Linked DNA regions of Mus musculus: all the other regions are linked to region 2. A link is a contact called in public HiChIP or PLAC-seq and promoter capture Hi-C data. All regions are on one chromosome and are shown on one strand. The core of a region is the stretch at or near the end of the contact, and the rest is flanking DNA. Distances in the headings are between cores, read along the strand shown. Region 1 holds the start of Dhdh (dihydrodiol dehydrogenase (dimeric)). Region 2 holds the start of Fuz (fuzzy planar cell polarity protein). Region 3 holds the start of Ftl1 (ferritin light polypeptide 1).

Region 1 (3,160 bases), core at 572-3,071, 590 kb before region 2:
TTGAGGGCGGCATTCCTTTATCCTCTCCTGTAATGCCACGGCTTGAAAACCCTGCTTGTGGGGTTTTTTCCTTTATAACCCCCCTTCACTTAGAGGCTTCACTCTTTCCTGTTCCATCAAGAAGGTTGGGGACCTAAGCTCAAACTTGAATAAAGACCCTGCAATTACAGCAGGTTGTGATTCCTGGTGATCTCTTTGGGGTTTTTACAATCTGGGCACCGCCTCCAGCTACCAAGGTCTTACAGGCAAGGGAAATTGGAGTCTTGGTGAAGGTAGACTTTGCCAACCGGTTGAGTATATTTACATAATAGGCCATAGAACTCAGTTAATCCTCTTAAGACTTTCTTCTAAGTAGAAACTGTGGGGACTTCAGTCTCCAGAACAGAAAAGTGACCCCCAGAGAGGTCCAGGGCTAAGCCAAGAAGAAACAGAAGGACATGGAAGACAACTCTGTCCCTAACTCCAGGGGTCACAGGACACAGGACCAGCTCTGAGGCCTGTGATCCAGGCCTGTCCGTACGAGCTGCTTGGGAAGCTGAGGCAGGAGGATTGCTATCTTAAGCACGTGTACCTGTGGCGCCTGTGACAGGGAACGGTCTTTCCTGGCAAAGGCTTACGTGAAGATGGGAGGAGAAGGTGACCTCAGCCCTGGCTTCCCTCGCTCCAGTGCTGAAAGTCCCTGTTGCCTCGCCGCCACTTAGTTCAATCAGTTAAGCACAATAACTGATTAGCCTCCTATGCCTTACTAAATAGGAGACTTGTGAACACCTGGGCACAGTCAGTCAGTGTTCAGTGGATCAGACGAGAGAGAATGAAACTGGGCTGTAAGTGAAGAGGAGCTATTATCAGTAAGGTGCACATTCTTTCCCCTCTCGACGGCAAGTGAGATAAATCAAGTTCCATCATTAAAGAGACTTGTAAAGACATAATCTGGGGGGTGGAGAGAGGGCTCAGGTTAAGAGCATCTACTGTTCTTCCCAGCATCTATATAATGAACGGCTCACAGCCACCTGCAACTCTGGTTCCAAGGAATCCTCCTCCTCCATATTTTCTTTTTCTTCCTTCCTTCCTTCCTAATTTATTTTATGCGTTGAAGAGTTTTGTCTGTATGCATGCATGCCCACCATGTGCATGCCTGGTGCCCTCAGAGGACAGAAGGCGGCACTGGATATCCTGGAAGATGGTTTCGAGCTGCCAAGTGGACAGAACTTGGGTCCTCTCCAGAAGTAAAACGTTTGCTTTGTCAGAAATACTTTGGATCCTGTGGTCATTTTCTTGAGACCACAGACTATTTTATTTTATTTTATTTTATTGGCTTTTTTTTCGAGATAGGGTTTCTCTGTGTAGCCCTGGCAGTCCTGGAACTCACTCTGTAGACCAGGCTGGCCTCGAACTCAGAAATTCGCCGGCTTCTGCCTCCAGAGTGCTGGGATCAAAGGCGTGCGCCACCACGCCCGGGCCCCACAGACTAATTGATAACAATAGCAAATCCCCATCTCAAAATAAAAAGTAAAAAGGCAACTTGAAAGACAGGCACGGTGGTGTATGCCTGTATTGCTGCACTCAAGGAGCTGAGGCAGGAGGATTGCCTTGAGTTTATGGTCAGCAAGCAGCCTTGGCTATATATATATATTGTGAATTGCAGGCCAGCTTGGGCAAGAGTTAGGCACTGAGAAGAAGGAGAAGGAGAAGGAGGGAGGGAGAAGGGCGGGCGCAGGGAGGAGGGGAAGGAGGAGACGGGTGGAGAGATTGCGGTTTCACGTCCTGAGGTCGTGTCCTGAGGGTCAAAGGGAAGCGGGCGGCTTGCAGCGCGGGGTGGCGTTGGCCCCGCCTCCGGCCCCCGCAGGCAGAAGACGTGCAAAATGGCGCTGCGCTGGGGCATCGTGTCGGCTGGCTTAATTGCCAACGACTTTACCACCGTGCTGAGCTCACTGCCTTCCTCGGAGCACCAGGTGCACGTCCCTTGGAAGACACTGGGTCCGAGGGAGGAGTGGAGCCGAGGGTCTAAGAAAGAGTCCCTAGTCCGAGGAACGAGGGAGCCCCGAGTGTGAGGGAGGAGAGTCCCTAGGTCTAAGGCAGTGACTCTGAGAAGAGAAGGGGACCCTTCTGGTCCCCAAGGCCATAAGAGATTTGTTTTCAGCTCACACCTCCTATGCGCCCCAGTCTGAGGGGCTCGCGGTTTGCAGGGGGTAGGTATCAGCTGCTGGGAGGCGAAGCCATGGGGCAGTCGGGGAGGATCCTGGGCTTGCTTACAGACTCCCCTTTCCTCTCTATTCAGTCTTGCCATGTACCAAGCACAGCCTAAGTCTGCCCCCCCCCCCAATCTGCTTCCCCTCCCCACCAGTAATACCTTCCCTAGCCATCTTGGAGGAGGCTAGATGCTCCCCACTGCAGCCTCCTCCATAGCTCGTCTACTTTGTCTTCCACATCTCAACCCTTTGAATCCCACGCTAGGTGGTAGCGGTAGCTGCGAGGGACCTGAACCGGGCCGAGGAGTTCGCACAGAAATTCAACATCCCCAAGGCCTATGGCTCTTATGAGGAACTGGCCAAGGACCCAAACGTGGGTGAGTGGCCTGGACCAGGGAGGTGGGGGCAGAGCTAGGCACTGCTTCTTGCCTACAGATGCACTGGGCTGCAGGGGTGGTCTTTGGAAAGGCTCAGGCTCGGCCTGGTTAGGAGACAGTTAATAGGCTTACACGTGACCCGAGACTGGCTGAACAATATTAATCTGTGCTTAGCCAAGGCTAAGTTTTAAGTTTCTCCCAAGGCTAGAAAATCTGGTAAGAATTTATTTACTTGTTTATTTTGCGATACTGGATATGGAACCCAAGGCCTCTCACACATTAGGCAAAAGCTCCGCCGAGCTGAATCCCACACTTTTATTTTATTTTGAGAGACGGTCTCACTCACTGTATAGCCCTGGCTGGCCTGAAACTTTATTATGTAGACCAGGCTGGCTTCAGATTCTCAGAGATCCACCTGCCTTGGCTTCCAGTTTGTAAGCACTGGGATTAAAGGTGTAGGCAAGCATGCTTGGCCACTTGGGCTTTTGAGATAGACCTCACACATAGCCTCCAATTGGCTGTCCTCCTGCCTCAGCCTCCCAAAAGTGTAACTGTCTTTTGCTACTTTGTGGGTTCTTCCACCCTTTCAACCCC
Region 2 (3,455 bases), core at 842-3,341:
CCAGCCTCCAGAGTAGCTGGGGTGACAGGCCTGCACCAGGAGGTCCTGGGATGCCAATAGTTTTAACAACAGCATCTAAACTTGCTGAGAAGGCACAGTCCTGACCTACGGAAGCTCTGAGGTCAGGACATGCTGCCAGGAGAGGCATAACTTTAGCAAAGGAAGATTGGGCAGGCATGGTGGAGCACGCCTTTAATCCCAGCACTCAGAGGCAAAGGCTGGTGGGTGTTTGTGAGTTGTAAGTTGGAGGTCGGCCGGACTGGCCTACAGAGAGAGTCCCAAGACAGCCTGGGAGCCCTGTCTTAGAATGGGGTGAGGCGGATTTGCCTAGACAGGGTTCCCTGCAAGGCAGGAAGGCAGGGTGCTTGTGAGGCCGAAGCTGCAGGACAGGAGGCAAGCAGTCAGTGTACCCTGGTGAGAAGGTTCCAGGTAAAACTTGATTCCAGGATGATAAGAGGGAGTTAGGACAATGTCCAGAGAAAGAAAACAAAGGAAGGCTGAGCAGAACCGTGGGGACACAGTTATTTCTATAGCTGCCCCAATACCTGCATGGCAGACCCCTCTGGAGGAATGACACAGTCCACACACTGGGTCAGGTCTCCGATGAGTTCTGAGTTCCCCAGGAAGCTGTCGATGAGACAGTAGCTGGCCTGGTAGAGGAAAAGAGGCATCTAGGACCCACGTAGGCCAGATCAGCCCAGAAAAACCTGAGGCCAGCTCCAGGATTAAACAAGCTCTTCAAGAACCCATGGGCTTTCCCTATGCATAGTGGGAATTGTAGTTCCAGACAAATGGGCACGACTTAGGGATCCTAACGTCACTCACATCCCACAGCCTCACCCTCAATTCTTTCTTCAGTCTTTCTACATTCCGGATATTGGTCAGCTCCTCAAGTCCCACAATGAGAACCTAGAAGAATCACATAGGACAGCGGGGTCCTTAATAGGATCTAGTCAGAGAGGACAGTATTTGAATGGGTGTTGAGAGGAAGGCCAGGTCTGGATCCCTGTGTATGAAGGTGGAGGTCGGGCTCCTGGACTCCTAGGTATGAGGGAAGAGGGCTGAGGTCTGGATGTCTGGGTGTGAGAAAAAAATGCAGGTCTGGACTAAGGAGAAGAGGCTGGGGGTGCAGCTCTCTTGAGTTTTGGAGAAAAAAGGGCCCAGTCTCACCATGGCCCCAAACACCATGTGGAGCATTCTTTCCAGCCTCAGCTCAGAGGTGCCCTCCTCAGATGACAGAACAATGAGAGTGATACTGTGGGGAGGAAAGAAGAGAAGCAAGAATGAAGTAGAGGTCAGGCCTGGGAAACGGAGCCAAGCGCTTCAGCGTCTCTGGGCTATTCCTATGCTGCTGGCTACATTCTGCTGGGAACGCAGGGATCAGAGAGGGTGAGTAGCTTATCAAAGATTCCCACAGCCAAGTCACCACTGGCAGGACTCTGGGGTCACCTAAGCCAGGAACCACTGCCCAGATCTTGTTCCCTTGCTCCCGCCAAGGGACCTGTCATGGAAGTTCTTCCACACTACGGTTGTGTCTTCCGTTCTTGCAGAGTTCAGTTGCACATCCAGATTCTGGCCGAACATGTGGACTCCATTGAGAGAGCCGATGACAGAGAAAGGAAGCTGAAGAGTGGGGAAGCATTGAGACCTCACTGTCCCACTTTGCCGTCTCCCCACATCCCCCCAAAGTTCTTCAGGAAACCAGGCTTATTAGTCCCCTAAAGGCTCCGAGCCTCTACTCCCTGCACGGTATGCCATCCCAGCTTCCCAAACCCCTTATTTAGACGAAGGAGTCGAATGCCCCCACCTGTTGACGGGAGGGGGCGCCGCCGCTGCTACTCCGACAAAACAGGGGAACCCCGCTAGAGGCTGCGAGGCACAGCAGATGCACCGGGCTTCCCGGCCCCTCATCCCCCATCTGGAAGCCCGCACCCGACAAGTCACCCCCCTGGAGACTCTCGGTGTGGATCTAGGAGCATGCGGGTAGTGAAAGCAAGTCGGCCTGCCGTTTGGAGCCGCCAGAGGGCGAGAAGCCGGATGGCTAAATTCCTGCCTTCATCAACTCAGCCCCTCCAACAGGATTCTTTTTCCGCCCCGGCCGGAAGTCATCATGACCCTAACAAAGATGGCGACAAGTATTGCTTGCCAAGCGTTCAAGTTGTTCCTGGACAGCTTCACATCTTTTGTATAACGAGAATGAAGAATCTAGTTTGAAGATGGTGATGGTGCTAAGGTGTTGCCTACAAACCTTCATGTGTGCTGTAATTACGTGCTAATTTTTTTTTTTTAAACAACTGGTTGAGGATGGGGACAGTGCTAAGGCACTGCCTGGCAACTGCAGCGTGGCCTTTCATTCCATAGTGGGAAATACCCTGCCCCAGTCAAAGATGGCCGTATGCTCAGGCGTTGCCTAGCAACTACCATTCACAATAATTTCTGTTTCAAAACTCCGAACCGCTGTGCCACCGTCTCCCTCTCATTTTTTCAGAATGGTTTGATCCAGGCAGTGTTGCCTAGTAACCACCAAATGAGATGGTTGTTTTTGTTATTAGTGAAAGGCAGAAGAGAACCTTTTCCAAAATCATGAAAACCACGTAATTTCTGTAACGAATTAATGCCAATGATGGTGTATCGTGTCGAAAGGTAAAACACGGAAAACTTTGTTCCATGCAACAATAGAAGTTAGCACCGAGGTAGCAAGACAGATTTTCACAGATATGATCACTGTACTATCACTTCCAAAGCTTTCTTCCAAAGGATGGCTAGGAGCCAGGGAGATGGCTCAGCACATCCCAGGGCTTGCCATGAAGACCTGAGAAGCTTGTAACCCCTGGAATCTTCATGGTAGAATAGAGAGCTCACTCCACAAAGCTGGCCTCTGTACACATGCCATGGCACACGCACTGTAAGAATCAAAATTTATTTTCTAGTTTAAAATAGTATGGCTATTAAAATAGTATGGCTACAGCTTCGTGTCTTTATTTTCTACTTTCTGGGTGAGTTGCAGCCTTTAGGCCTGGTTGGCCTGGAACTCAGGGTAGCTGTTTGGCCTGGAATGGCGAATGCCAGCCACTCTCTTTTTCTTTGCTTTCCTTTCTTTCTCTTTTGCTTGTTGTTGTTTAGTGTATTTTTGAGGTGTGGTCTCATGTAGCCCATGCAGACCTGGGACTTGCCATGTGTCCTTGAAATTCCGATTCCTTTTTCAACATCTCAGTCTCCTTTCTTTCTTCCTTTCTTTTTTCTTTCTTTCTTCCTTTCTTTTTTTTTTCTAGATTTATTTATTTATTTTATATATACGAGTACACTGTAGCTGTACAGATGGTTGTGAGCCATCATGTGGTTGCTGGGATTTGAACTCAGGACCTTTGGGAGACCAGTCAATGCTCTTAACAGCTGAGTCATCTCTCCAGTCCAGTCCAGCCCCCATCTCAGCCCTTCTAATGTCTTTTTATACT
Region 3 (3,281 bases), core at 390-2,889, 560 kb before region 2:
AAGGACAAGATGGAGGGAGGGAGGGAGGGAGGGAGGGAGGGAGGGAGGGAGGGAGGGAGGGAGGGAGGGAGGGAGGAGGCCACCGGAACTGGAGCAGACTCCTAGATGCTGGATTACCAGAGGTGCCAGAAGGGAAGAGGAAGCCATTTTAAGGGGACTTGGTCTTTTGTTCCACCCTCAATCCCCCAGTCTGAGATTCTGCCACTCAAATTTGTGTACCTCTCTCCTTTCCTTGTCCCCTGTGGCTTCCGGGTTTTATCTTTTTCCACCTTTACAGCCTTGTCCAGGCCTGTCGGGTTGAAGGCCAGAGGTCAGGTTCTGGAGCACTGTGGTTAATGAGTAACTCTGACCCCCAAATCAACAGACCACCGCAGACGTCAAGTCAGGAGAAAGATACGTGTAGGCTAGCCACTCCAGAGCCGTACAGCTGCCTGACCACACAGGGAAAACAGACCACAAGCCCCTTAGCCGGGGGACTTCTGGCTGTCAGCCCGGGTGTGGCCTGCCGCCCGCCCCACTGCCTAGCTGAGCTCAGCGTGACTCAGCAGAACTGGCCTTGCTACCCCTTCCACTAAGGGCCTCAGCAGCACATTCTTCCTGCTCCGCGTGGCTCCCTTGACCCATCTTACTGTTTCTTCCTTTAGCCCCTTTTCATGATTGGGCTCGTTTCCCTTTGCTCTCTTCCCAGGCTTCTGAGATTAGACCCTGGTATGAGCCCGTCCTGTCCTCAAAAGTCCAGTTGGGCCTTGCATGCCCCAACTGTTCTGCGTAAGACTGACTGTCTGTTTCTGGGTCCTGAGTTCTTGCTCTCCCTAACTCTCGGGCCTTTTGATTCCAAAAGAGCAACCTGCAAGGAGGCTTCTGGACCAAACTCCAGGAAGGAGCCCAGCAATTCTCCAAGCGCCATCATGCGTGTCTGTTTCTAGAAAGACAGGTTCACTGACACAGACCCAGACAGACAGGCTGACCAGAACTCCAAAGTCCTGTCTGGGCCTCCACATGTCACCTTCCAGAGCACCCGAGGGAGGTGCACACACGGTAACCCAAGGCTCTCTGCCCACTCCAAGCCCTCAAAGGGCTTCACGACCTCCTGGGTTACAGAAAACAGAAAAACAAGCAAACAATCTTAGTTCCTATGGTGAACCTAAAACCCTATACTTCTGGGCATCCCTTCCATTCCCTCAAGGAGATCTCTAGAATCTTTGGAATACCAGACTTCCTCATGACGTGACATATCCCTTCATTGTGTGCAATTGGACATATGGAGGTTCCCTTTGCATTTACAGACATTACCCCACACTCAGCCCATCCCCAGATCCATGTTCTCAGGCCCCAAAATTCTCTTTTGTGAGACACCCAGAAAAGGACCTCGAAGTCATCCCCTCCCCAGGGTCTCAGTGACCCGGAGCCCAGAACCCTGCGACCCCTCCAGGTTGCGCCTCCGGATCCGGACCACCGCCCCTCCCCCAAGCCTCCATTTCACAAGGCCTCGCGCTCCAGTCCCGTGACTTCATCTCATGGGACTGGGTGGGTGGGGAGCGAGGTTCCCCTCAGCTCCGGATTGGTCAAGTATACTTTTCCGTCTCCGCCTCACGCCACCGCCGATTGGTTAGTCTCGGGCCTGGGGCACCCCTCCCTCCGGAGGGTCAACATGCTATAAAAGGAGCGCTCCTTGCCCGGGACTTAGAGCAGCGCCTTGGAGGTCCCGTGGATCTGTGTCTTGCTTCAACAGTGTTTGAACGGAACAGACCCGGGGATTCCCACTGTACTCGCTTCCAGCCGCCTTTACAAGTCTCTCCAGTCGCAGCCTCCGGGACCATCTCCTCGCTGCCTTCAGCTCCTAGGACCAGTCTGCACCGTCTCTTCGCGGTTAGCTCCTACTCCGGATCAGCCATGACCTCTCAGATTCGTCAGAATTATTCCACCGAGGTGGAAGCTGCCGTGAACCGCCTGGTCAACTTGCACCTGCGGGCCTCCTACACCTACCTCTCTCTGGTGAGCAGCTCGGGGTTGCCTTCTGAACGGGGGGGGGGGGGGGGGGTCCATCACACCCACCCTCCTGCGCATGCGCGGGCCTTCTTTGTTCCATGCAGGGCAGAGACTGTGCTCCGACCTCTCCCTCTCCCTGCGCGCTGTGTACATAGTAGTTTTGTCTGACTGGAACTCGCTGGGCAGACCGGGCTGCCCTCGAAATCTCACACGTACTGCCTCTACCTCTTGAGTGTTGCGATTGAAGTTTACAGTGTGAGCCGAGCCACCGCGTTCCGTTAACTCGTATTTGTAACCTCCCGCAGGGCTTCTTTTTTGATCGGGATGACGTGGCTCTGGAGGGCGTAGGCCACTTCTTCCGCGAATTGGCCGAGGAGAAGCGCGAGGGCGCGGAGCGTCTCCTCGAGTTTCAGAACGATCGCGGGGGCCGTGCACTCTTCCAGGATGTGCAGGTAAGAAGCGGGGGTATTGGGCACTACCGAGCATGTGCGTTTACTTGCCATCCCCATAGTTTGGGCATCCGGATAGACGTCTTGGAAGGGAGTGGTGGCAGGACTAGTGTAGACAATAGGAGTATGTAGAGCAACTAAACCCACCAGGATGTCAGAAACTGGAAAATGGGGGTAATTACAGAATACAGATGAGGACTGCTGGGCTGGGGAGAGGCGGTGTCTCTCTAGCTAGCATGGAAATCACAATGTAGACCAGGTTGCCTCCTATCAAGAGATCCTCCTGTCTTCTCGCCCAGTCTCTCAGTGGTGGGATTAAAGACAGTATCCCATTATTTTTCCCCACTGTGCCCACTTTTCCTGTGCAGTCAGTTTTATATTGGCTGGGTGAAGGATGTAATCTAGGCTTGATATTCTTGTGTGCAGAAGCCATCTCAAGATGAATGGGGTAAAACCCAGGAGGCCATGGAAGCTGCCTTGGCCATGGAGAAGAACCTGAATCAGGCCCTCTTGGATCTGCATGCCCTGGGTTCTGCCCGCGCGGACCCTCATGTAAGTACCTTGCTAATCATTTCTTCCCTTCTCTGACAAAACCTAGACTGTTGTGTGTTGGCTTTCAGCTCCCAATAATTTAATCCTCCTGCCTCCCGAGTGCAGATTGCAGAAGCACCACACACAGTACTGAGGACACACCTACCTACCTACCTACCTGCCCTTGAGGGCAGGATTTTTTTTTTTTAAAGCTTCCTGCTCACACCTGTCTCTTAGAACTCGGTGTCTGATGTCTCTTCCTTCCTTTACAGCTCTGTGACTTCCTGGAAAGCCACTATCTGGATAAGGAGG

What was found. HiChIP or PLAC-seq counts read pairs in DNA pulled down with a chosen protein or histone mark. Capture Hi-C pulls out chosen DNA fragments and counts their contacts.
Region 1: a contact with region 2 is called in a promoter capture Hi-C map of liver, with 4 times the contacts expected there. The contact joins the promoter of Dhdh here to the promoter of Fuz in region 2. A contact is called at or near these places in 1 of 115 datasets of contacts at active chromatin or transcription factors (astrocytes) and 1 of 9 other capture datasets (liver).
Region 3: an H3K27ac HiChIP or PLAC-seq map of thymic regulatory T cells shows a contact between it and region 2, with 4 times the contacts expected there. The contact joins the promoter of Ftl1 here to the promoter of Fuz in region 2. A contact is called at or near these places in 3 of 39 promoter capture datasets (cranial neural crest, liver and neural stem cells), 1 of 484 Hi-C or Micro-C datasets (CD8 T cells), 4 of 115 datasets of contacts at active chromatin or transcription factors (astrocytes, bone marrow-derived macrophages, pancreatic cancer cells and 1 more) and 3 of 9 other capture datasets (adipose tissue, liver and macrophages).

The regions. Positions count from the first base shown.
Region 1 is chr7:45,487,466-45,490,625 of GRCm38.p6, reverse strand. Dhdh (dihydrodiol dehydrogenase (dimeric)) reads left to right here and starts at 1,821. Exons shown (of 7, transcript NM_027903.4): 1 at 1,821-1,952; 2 at 2,455-2,566. The coding sequence starts at 1,863. It also overlaps a transcript of Tulp2 not described here.
Region 2 is chr7:44,894,715-44,898,169 of GRCm38.p6, reverse strand. It overlaps Fuz (fuzzy planar cell polarity protein), which reads right to left and starts at 2,091. Exons shown (of 11, transcript NM_027376.3): 1 at 1,808-2,091; 2 at 1,502-1,623; 3 at 1,171-1,255; 4 at 841-909; 5 at 546-650. The coding sequence starts at 1,918.
Region 3 is chr7:45,458,244-45,461,524 of GRCm38.p6, reverse strand. It overlaps Ftl1 (ferritin light polypeptide 1), which reads left to right and starts at 1,639. Exons shown (of 4, transcript NM_010240.2): 1 at 1,639-1,995; 2 at 2,295-2,441; 3 at 2,865-2,990; 4 at 3,242-3,281. The coding sequence starts at 1,894.